Regions from separate parts of the Capsicum annuum genome. Here region 1 is linked to region 2. A link is a contact called in public Hi-C data. All regions are on one chromosome and are shown on one strand. Each heading gives the region's core, a stretch centred on a gene start, on an enhancer-like site or on the middle of the called end of the contact. The rest is flanking DNA. Distances are from core to core; before and after follow the strand shown.

Region 1 (6,027 bases), core at 70-2,569, 81 kb before region 2:
GGGCTTGATCTTGATCTGATGTTGACTCGGAGGAGGAGCTAGAATTTTAACTTTTAAGCTAGCTAATGTTGATGTACTAATAATTGAGTTGAATTTACTACATGCAAATTCTTTTTCAAAATAAATGAATTCCTTTTAACACTTGTTTAATCATTCGAAATGAATTCATTTTTCTAAATTTAGTTTTGATGAATAATCTTATTATTTTTAGAACAAGTTTGAAAAGAAGTAAAATGATACTTAATATTGATAAATTATTCTTTAATTATGTCATTCATTAACTTTTTGAAGATGTGTGCCACATTCAAAGATTCATTAATTTTAGATTAGAGGAGGTATTTATTAAATTATTTTAACATAAACATTTTGAGTAAAAGCTAGCAAAGCCAAACACATCTTTTGAGTAACTAATTTGAAGTTTAGTTTGAAATTTGTTACTTTTACGAGTAAATCTTAATTTTAACTTTTATACTGGTCTAATAATTAATGGGTTTATCAGTTTAATAAGACTCTTTTGTTGGATTTCACACTTTTAAATCTATTAACAAAAAAAGACTTGTTTTTTAGATGATCAAAGGAATTTAATAATAGCGATGTTACATTTAATAATTTTTTTTTAAAAAAATATTATGTAACCACCATTTGTCTACTTTGATTAAAAATTTAAAAGCAGTGTAAGTTTTGTCCGTTTCACTAACGTTTTTCAATAAAAATAAAAATAAAGAAGAAAGAAATGTCATATAATTAAAAAATACTAACATTTTATATGTGAATGGTAATGTGGCATAGTCACGTAGTTTTTTTTTTATCTAGGTGGCATGCTTGGTGAAATTTCGTTAAGGGGAGGGGTATTTTTTAGCCAAATATTTAACAGAGGGGTATTTTTGAGTCATTTCAGATAGTTCAGGGGCATTTTTGATCCTTTTCCGAATTTCGTTAGAGGAAAGGGTATTTTTGAACCAAATATTTAACGGAGGGGTATTTTTGAGCCAAAAATCTAATGAGGGGCATTTTTAAGCTATTTCAGATAGTTCAGGGATATTTTTGAGTCTTTTTCGTTGAATCATTAATTAATGATACTTTGCACTTCACCCGATTGAAAGCGAAATGATTTACTTCAACACCAAAAAGGAAGAAACAAATTTGATAAAAAACCTATTCTTTCGTGAGAATAAGTTCTAAGTTCTCGTACTAATTTAATGGATGATAAATAAAGAATTACAATTACTGTTATTCCAAAGATTCATACAGTTCAAATTCTGGTAGTCATGTTAATGTGCATTTGCTATTTTTTGTTCACAAGAATTTTTTGGGTGATACTTTATCTCTCAATATGGGATTTTGCAACATAAATTCAATTTAATTGGACTCTAATATAAATATTGAATATAAAGTTAGAAACGAAAGCAAATTGACCACTCAAACGCATATAGCTAATTAATGGTAAACAATACCTTTGAGGCTTTGACTACCTATTCATATTTGTTTCGTTGCAATTCAAAGCTTTAGTCATTTTAACGAATAAAAAAAAACCATTAATAATTTTAAAATTAAGTGCATTGATAACTTCCTCTGTGACAGACATCCTTTAACTTGACATTGTGTTTAAGAAAAAAAAAGAATTTTAAAATCTTGTGGCCTAAAATAACCGTTGAACATTTGTATGATTATAAATTATTTCACTAAAAATAAAATAGAATTTAAAATTATTATATTTACTTATAATAAGATGACATTGTTTTTTAAATAGATAAAAAAGAAAAGAGTGTGACACAGAGGAGGGATAAAAAAGAGAGTTGAATAGTATGTTGGGAAAGAGGCAAGGGCACAATTAAAATGTCCGACAGGGTAGCATCGGAAGAATACTCAAGTCTAAACTTTTCCTTTTAATTTGAACCAAGAGGAGACAAACAAATTCAAGTAAAATAAAGTAATGACAACAAATAAATCACCATACAAATACGATAAGTCGAGAATAAAGACAATCACACAAGACACCAAATTTACGTGAAAATTTTTTAGTTGTGAAGAGTAAAAAAATCACGGGACCAAAACCTCTATTATAATCACCAAGAGTTACAATATTGTCCTCCAAAATGGCCACCAAACAAGTGCCAAACAATAAGTAACAATACAATAAAATAACACCAAAATAAGAGAATAAAAAGGAGCACAAACACCAAAATATAGCTGCTGTTTGGGAATAAAAAATAGGAGATACAGGCCATCAAATTCACCCCGTCAGTTCCTAATCAAACATGGAGATGAGAGAAATAAGCAGTCCAAAAATCAACTTAATCGGACATGAAACAAAGCGGAAATCGCAATTTGAAGTTGACAACTGTGACTGAAAAATTTAGGCAAAAATCTGCACTCTTTTTCTCTTTTGTGGCTGCTAAAACTCTCTTTTGTAATGGTGAAATAAGAACTAAAAAGATCTATATATATGCCTCATAGTCTTGGGCATAAGCTCACCTTCTGTAGTAGATAGAGCAATACATTTTTGCAACCTGAATTGCCAAAACACAACTCCCCCTGCAAAAGTAACCAAATAACCTAAAGTAGACTTGTGAGTATCAACATCACCAACCATATTTGAATCTGTATAACCATAAAGAATAGGCTTCCCAGTACCAAAACACAAACTCAGACTAGAAGTACCACAGACATATCTCATAATCCGCTTCACAATAATCCAATATTCTCTTCCCAAATTAGAAAGAAAACGTCTAACAATACCAACAACATGAGCAATATCTGATCTTGTACAAACCATTGCATACATCAAACTATCAATAACTGAAGCATAAGGAACTTTCTTCATATCTTCCTTCTCATCATCACTGGAAGGACACTGCTTCGTACTCAATTTGAAGTGCATAGCTAAAGGTTTACTGACAACCTTAGCCTTATCCATGTCGAACCTTCAAAGTACAGTCTGAATGTAATTCTCTTGTGATAATCACAACTTCTTGGCCTTTCTTTCACGGACAATGTGCATGCCAAGAGTCTGCCTTGCTGGTCCCAAATATTTCATAGAAAAAGACTTACTCAACTCTTGCTTCAACTTTTGAATTCTACAAGCATTCTGACCAACAATAAGCATGTCATCAACATAAATCAACACAATAATAAAGTCACCATCAGAGAATTTTTGTACAAAAACACAATGGTCTGAAGTAGTCTTCTTGAAGTCCTAATGACTCATAAAGAAACCAAACTTTCTTTACTATTGGCTGGGAGCTTGTTTCAAACCATACAAGCTCTTCTTCAATTTACAAATATAATTATCTTTTCTCTTGACTTCAAAATCTTCGGATTGCTCCATATAAATTTCCTCATCTAAGTCACCATGGAGAAAAGCAGTTTTAGAATTCATTTGCTCAACCTCTCTAAATCTAGACTTGCAGCTAAGCCTAGAACCACACGAAAGGACAACATCTTCACAACTGGAGAGAATATCTCATCAAAATCAACTCTTTTTTTCTGGTTAAATCCCTTCACAATCAATCTAGCCTTGTACCGTGGAATTGGATTACCATCTTCATGTTTAACCTGAAAAACCCACCTATTTTTTAAAGCTTTTCTGTCTTTAGACAGCTTAACTAAATCAAAAATATGATTATCATGCAAAAATTTAATCTCATCTTCCATAACATCAAACCACTTTTTTTTTCTTCACTTTCCATGGCTTCATCAAGACTACCAGGTTCTCCCCCGTCAGTCAAGAGTACATACTCGCTGGGAGAATAACGTGATAAAGGTATTCTCTCTTTGGTAGATCATCTGAGAGAACTTTCTGGAGCATCAACAACTGGTTGCTGATCAACTATATCAACGTGCACTGGAGCATCAACAACATCATGCTGGTTATTCTGGACATATTCATTATCTTCATTATCAACTTGATTTTCATCATCATGAAGATTTTCTTCAGGAGCAATAGTCAAAGGAACTAGATCAACATCAACTAGGCTCTCACTACTTTGAGAATCAACCTTCTCAGCCTTGTCAAAATCTTTAATTGTTTGGTCTTCAAAGAACATAACATCACGACTTCTAACAAGTTTCTTATCAACTGGATCATAAAAACGATGGCCAGATTCATCTTGACCATAATCAATGAAGATACACTGCCTAGTTTTAACATCTAACTTTGATCTTTCATCCTCACAAAAGCTTTACAACCAAAGACTCTAAGATGATCATAAGAAATATTCTTACCAGATCAAACTCTGTCAGGGACATCACCATCCAAAACAACAGTAGGAGATAAATTAATAACCTAAGCAGCAGTATTAAGTGCTTCTTCCTAAAAAAAATCTATCATCTTAGCATCCGAAAGCATGCATCTAACCCTCTCAACTAGAGTTCTGTTTATCCTCACTGCTAAACCATTCAACTGAGGAGTTTTTAGAAGAGTTTTTTGATGCTGAATATCCTGCTCTCTGCAATATTTATCAAAATGACCAATATACATACCACTATTATCTAAATAGATGTATTTCAATTTTTTCCCTGTCTGTCTTTCAACCAAGGCCTGAAAACCCTCGAACATATTAAGTACTTGATCCTTGGACTTTACAAAAAATACCCACAGTTTTCTAAAATGATCATCAATAAAAGTCACAAAATAAAGTACACCACCATGAGACTTTACTTTAAAAGGACCACACAAATTAGAATGTACCAACTCCGGCAAATCAAGTTTTCTTGAAGGCGACTGACTCTGAAAAGAAACTCTTTTCTGTTTACCTGCTAAGCAATGAACACACTTCTCCAACTTTGCTTGTTTTACTCCAGAAAATAAATTTTTCTTAGCCAAACTATCAATACCCTTCTCACTCATATGACTCAACCTTCTATGCCATAACTCTGGTGAAGTATCATTCTCCACCAAGTTTATCAAGCCTCTAGAAGTAGTGCCCTAAAATACATACAAGTTAGACAACTTATCACCTTGAGCCACAATCATCGAACCTCTAGTAAGCTTCCATTGGCCAATACCAAGGGTGTTAACATAAACCTTAATATCAAGGTTTCCTACAGAAATCAGATTCAGGCGAACATCTGGAGCATGCTTGACATTATTGAGAACTAGTTTAGAACCATTGTTACTTTCCAAACAAATAGTGCCAATGTAAGTACTTTAACTTCATCATTATTGCCCATTTTCAAGATCCCAAAATTACCTAGAGTATAAGAAGAAAATAATTTCTTCTTTGGCGTAACTTGAGAAGTAGCACCAGAATCCACAAACTAGCTAGACTCATCACCAACAAAATTAATGGCATTCTCACCACAAGCAACAAGACAATCATCATTAGCAACAACGACAACATGATTTTCATTATCGCCTTCTTTTTTTTGCCGTCTCATATTTCTCTTATGCTTGTAACAATATTTCATGATATGCCCCTTTTTGTTATAATAGTCACATGTAATATTCTTGAATTTGGACCTCGACTTGATTCTACTTTTATCTCTATCATTCGCATCTCTGAACTTATTTCTCCCTCTCTCTTTAGTAAACAAAATATCAGAGTGTGAAGATGAAGAAGATGAGGCCTGAGATCTTCTCATCTCTTCATTCAATACACCATTCTTAATATATTCCATAGCTACAATACCACCGGGAGTAGAATTAGTCAAAGAAATTCGAAGAGTTTTCCAAGAGTCTGGCAGAGTATTAAGAAGCCAAAGCCCTTGAATTTCTTCATCGAACTTTACACCCATTTCGAAAAGCTGGTCAAGGACACTTTAAAAATTATTTATATGATCAAAAATAGGACTGCCCTCTTTATACCTGATATTAATCAATTGGTTAAGTAGGAACAACTTATTATTGCCAGTCTTCGAAGCATAAAGTGTCTCAAGCTTGTCCCACAAACTTCTGGCATGTGTCTCATTCACAATATGATTTCTAACATTATCTTTAGTCTATTGTCTGGTATAGCCACAAACCTGTAAGTGCTCAAATTTTCAATCCTCATCTGTCATGAATTGAGGTTTAGGAGATGCAAACAC
Region 2 (5,452 bases), core at 1,082-3,581:
CGCACTTTGTAAAATTAATTAAGATCAATGGATGAATTTTGATTTTATAGTAATCATGATACGATCAAAACGAGTCAACCGAGCCCGAATTTTACTGACCCTTGCTTTAATCGAGTTAAATTAAGCCAAATTGAATTAAATTTTAATCAAAAGCAAACCAAACTGAGGCGAACTAAATATAGGTGAGCCAAATCAAGTCCGGAGCCTGCTCAAACTTGTTGCCCAGGCCTAGTAACAAGTATGAAATGGACTAGATTAACTCGATACCATAACCATCAGAGTTGCCATAGTGGTTCAACGCTACGTCCCTTAAGCAAGAGGTCGGGGGTTCGATCCCCGCCCCTGACGAATGGAGCAAACTCTGTGGCCAGTTTCCTACCATAAAATGCGCTGAAGGAACGGAGGATTAGATTTACTGGTGCCGGCTGTGGGATACCTCAACAACCGAAAAAAAAAAAAACTCTATACCATATACTATATATTATATAATAATAAAGTTATTTAGTTCTTCCTAATTATTACTCCATCCGATGATAGAGTTAACTTTCTCACTAAGTAGTATCAAAATATAAAAAAATAAATCCACACAAAAGTTAAATGGAATCAATGTATAGTATATATACATCAAAAGGTTGATCTTAATTGACATCACTTGAATATATGTTGGCTCCGCTACATATTCTGTGAGTTATACTTTATTTGACTCGATATAAAATTTTTTTAAAAAAAACTTTTAGAACTTCTTGAAAAACGTATATTGCGTGATAATGATTTTTCAAACTTGTGATTTCAAATATATCATGATATTTATGTGACTAAGAATTTTCACTAAGAAAATATAAAAAATGAAATAATAAGGAAATAGGGTCAAATATAGTGAAATGGAAGGAGTATATATACTCTGTATATTTAATTTGTGTGTCTTACTTTAATTGGATATAAATATTAAGAAAGTACAAGAGACTTTATATATATATATATATATATATATATATATATATATATTGAATTATGTGATATTAAACATTTGTAATGACACACTAAATATTAACACTATGAAATTTATAAGAAAATAAAATAAAAAATAAGATGTGATTTTGGAGAAATAAGGTACCCTATTTTGGTGAGGATATGGAGGAATGGCGAGTCAATTAATACAAGAACATAATAGAGCGTATTACTACTATGATAACGCCAATGAGCAAAGAGCTGACAGTTGTCGTGTTTATTTTTGATCGAGAGTATTTTTGTAATTTTTTTTAAATTTATTTTTAAATTTATTATATATTTAAAAATTACGTAAAAAATATTATAAATTTTAACAATTTAAATTATTTAAAGACACATAACATTTTTGATTGACTCAAAATTTTATCAATGCATCTTAAATTGAGATAGATGAAGTTATATATTATTTTAAAATATCGTAAAAAGTAATATAAATCACAAGAACCAATAAATTTAAAGGTTGTACAGAAAATTGGTTTGACTTTTAAAATTCAATCAATGTCATATAAATTGGAAAATTACTTAGAATGTGTTATAAAATCATACTCTCTCCATTTAAAAAAGAATAACCACTTTCTATTCTTTTTCTTTTTAAACAACTTTTTAATTCTAACTTTTCACGTGACATATTTAAGACCATTAGATTGAAGGAAATTTTGGTACATTTGACATATCTTTAATTTAAGATCACAAGATTCAAAAGTTTTCTTTATTTTTCTTAAATTTCATGCGAAGTTAAACTAGACCATTCTTTTTGAAACGGAGGAAGTAATAATTAACAACTTAAAACATCTAAAAATTATATAACAAATTTGATTGACTTTCTCAAATATTTCATCAGTACCACATAAATTGAGACAAAAAGAACGTACTATAAATCAATAATTAACATCTTAAAATATTTAAAAATCATACAAAAAACTTGATTGACTTTTTAAATTTTATCTGCCATATAAATTGGGATAAAAATAACATGTATTAGGTCGGTGCTAGCACGTGCTCTAATATCTAGTATAATAAATAATAGTTGTTTGGTCTTTTTTTTAATATGTTAAAAAAAGAATGATGTTTTCCTCTTTAACTTTTTTTTTTTTAAATTTTAATTTTTTATATGACATATTTAAAATTATAAAATTTAAAAATATTTTAATATATTTGATTTGCCATATATCTTTAATTTAAAATTATAAAAATTTAATTTTTTTTTTAAAACTTTTTTAAACTTAGTACCCAATCAAAAGAGGTAAATCAATTTAAAGGAATAGGGTAATAACCATGAGATGTGATGAAGAAAAGAATTGTTTCCATATAATAGACACATGCCTCCATATGTGTACTCTTTCTCTTGCCAACTCCCCTCTTCTGACTTGTTCGCTTTCTCTCTCTCTTTTCCCCTCTGTCTGCGGCAACTTTCTTTCAAAGCCAAAGTCCTCTTCCTGATTTTGTTTCCCCACAATCTCCGCAAGCCCCCCTTTAGATTTCTTCTCTTTCCATTTCCATGAACAATCATTACATTCCCCTTTCACACATTTTCAATACTTGCCCCTTCTAACCAAATCTTGAATCTTCCTTTATTTTTTCCTTCAAAATGTCATAAAATTTTCAATCTTTTTCAGCAGTGTCAGACCCTTTTCATTAAAGAAAATGGAACATAAGCATATGCTCATACTTATTACACTATCAAGCTCATTAACTGCAATAACAGTTTTCTTGGTAGTGATCTATTTATGTACGAAAAAAAGAAGGGAAACTGTTTCTAGAGATGTAGAAGCTAGTTTTGAGGTTAAAGAAAGAGATGGGGTTGAAAAAGATTTGTTAATAAAGTTTCAAGATGGTGAAGATCTTACTGTGTATGACATCTTGGATGCTCCTGGAGAAGTTATAGGGAAATCAAGTTATGGGACTTTATACAGGGCTACTTTGTTGAGTATTGATAGGCTTACATTGTTGAGATTCTTGAGACCAGCTTGTACTGTGACAATGAAAGAAGTGGTGCCTGTTATGGAGCTTTTGGGGTCTTTAAGGCATCCTAATTTGGTGCCTTTGTGTGCATTTTATGCAGGGCCAAGAGGAGAGAAATTGATGGTACATCCTTTTTATCGACATGGCACTTTAGCTCAATTGATTAGAGGTATGGCTCTTGCTTCTTGCTTTGTTGCATTGTATGGCATTCATCTCATGTGCCTCTGCTCTATGGTTTTCAATTGAACCTAATGTATATGGTAAAAGAATTACTAAAATATCAACAAGTGTTAAAATTGTGATCCCATAATTTTAAAACTCAAAGACTTCACTGCTAACAATGTTTTAGCCTATTGGCAACCAAGTGTGTGACCTAATGGTCAATAAAGTGGGTTGAGGAGGAGCATGAGGTCTTATGATCAAATCTCAGTAGAGGTATAAGGTGTGTGCAAAGTGGCTCAAAAATCAGGATTATAAAAAAAAGCTAATCTTTGGGTAGTGGTATAGTCTGCGTACACTCTGTCCTCCTCACCTATGTAGGAATAAACTGGGTATGCTGTTGTATAAAAAAAGCTAATCTTTAAGCCTATGTGTGGTGTGCATTCAAAGAAGTTTCTTGTCTTGGAAATAGAATAAGAAAAGAGTAGATTAGTCGTTTAAAAGAGTTGTAACATCTGGCAGGAGATGCTTGATTTCCACAGCTTGAAAAACATTTCAATTTTCTGTTTTCTTCTACTATTAGTTAATATACTACAAAATCTTCAGGGCAAAAATGGGGGATCTTGATTTTGCCATTTGGTGCCTTGGAAAGAGTCCCTGTCAATCATTTTCTCACAACTGGAATGAGTAATTTACTTTATCTTCCCTTTTGAAGGGACTTCAATTATTAGATATCTATATGCGGTTTGAATCAAGATATTAGTGCACTGACCTTTTATTAAGTTGGTTTAAATATTTGGTACTTTGATTGTTTCCTTTTCTCTTCACCTTTTTTGGTGACATCTCAACAATCAGTGTTTCTGAATCTGAAAAGCATAGATGGAACTTGACTTTCTTCCTTTTTTTTTCCTCCTAGTTTTTTTTTAAAAATATTTTAGCCGTGATACTATTATATTTCTCCATAATTATCGTTTTCTTGGGTCCCTGGAAATGTTTGTTTGCATTGAAAAAGTTTGCTTTCTGGATTTAGGAGGAATTTGTTTTCTTCTTATTTAAAAACCTACACATGCAGGGGCGGACCTACACATCAACTTTGGGTGCTCCGGCACCCACTAAACTCGACGCGGAATAGGTATAATTACATAAAAAATATACGAAAATGGGTATAAATTATATAAAAGCACCACTAAACAAGAAGTTGGTTAGGTGCACGTGATTTTTTATTTTTTTTCTGTAGTAAGCACCCACTTTTCTTAAATCCTGAGTTCGCCACTGTACACATGTGCAGTGTAATAGTTTCAACAAATCTTGCCTTAAATTTTAGTTAGTTTCCTTTGTCATTTTAGAACCTAATCGTAGGCACTTTGTCCAATCTATAGTTTCATTAATTTCTAATCGTGTTAAAGTTGAATCACTCTCATGTCTCAAATATACTAATGTATTAGGTTCCATATATGTCTCAAGTATACAAATGCATTTTTGTTTTATAAATTAAATTGTCTAATGATACAGATGGGAACGGTGAGGCTCACAAATGGCACGTCATATGTAGGATCTCCATTGGCATTGCTCAAGGACTAGATTATCTTCACTCAGACTTGGAAATTCCCATTATCCATGGAAATCTCAAGTCGAATAATATACTTTTGGATCGACACTTCAGACCGTATGTGTCGGATTTTGGGTTGCATCTTCTCTTGAATCCAACTGCAGGCCAAGAAATGCTTGAAACTTCAGCAGCTCAGGGGTACAAAGCCCCTGAATTAATCAAGATGAAAGAAGTTAGCGAAGAAACTGACATTTACAGCCTTGGGATTATCTTGTTAGAGTTATTAACAGGGAAAGAACCACTCTACAAGAAACCAAATGTTGATAAGGATATTTATTTGCCTAATGCCATTCAAAGTGCAATTCTTGATCATAGAGTTGCGGATTTTTATCATCCGCAGATTCTGGTTAGCCAAACTGATGGCCAAAGGGCAGTTAATGAAGATCATGTTTATGAATTCCTTCAGCTTGCAGTGGCTTGTTGTTCTCCCTCACCTGCTCTTAGGCCTACTATAAAGCAGGTCCTCGACAAGCTTGAAGAGATTGGGAAGTAAAATGAACAGTCTTTCTGCGTCTGCTTGAAGCATGACTTGTTCTCTGACTGACTTGATCCACTCAATCGATATCGACATACTTTACGGTCATTATGAGCATGCTGCTGATGCTGATATAACCACACTGACTTCTTGTGAGGAAACTGCTTTTGGGGACATTTCTTATTTCCTTATGTGCTATCACTGCAAGAGAATGTTGGGAAGCTTATATCATTTGGCAA

The links. Hi-C and Micro-C count contacts between places; a contact is called where the count stands out from the background.
Region 1: a contact with region 2 is called in a Hi-C map of leaf, with 3 times the contacts expected there. The contact joins the enhancer-like site here to the promoter of LOC107863534 in region 2. A contact is called at or near these places in 3 of 5 Hi-C or Micro-C datasets (leaf and placenta).

The regions. Positions count from the first base shown.
Region 1 is chr3:177,522,148-177,528,174 of UCD10Xv1.1, reverse strand. It overlaps the pseudogene LOC124896758. Among protein-coding and RNA genes, the nearest start is that of LOC107863533, 42 kb to the left of the region's middle. Within about 2 kb of position 1,319, at least 1 of the 5 cell types and tissues checked has an H3K27ac peak or open chromatin away from gene starts, as enhancers often do. A contact at or near this core is called in leaf, where this site is marked.
Region 2 is chr3:177,442,418-177,447,869 of UCD10Xv1.1, reverse strand. LOC107863534 (putative kinase-like protein TMKL1) reads left to right here and starts at 2,331. Exons shown (of 2, transcript XM_016709487.2): 1 at 2,331-3,139; 2 at 4,642-5,452. The coding sequence starts at 2,653. The coding sequence ends at 5,231.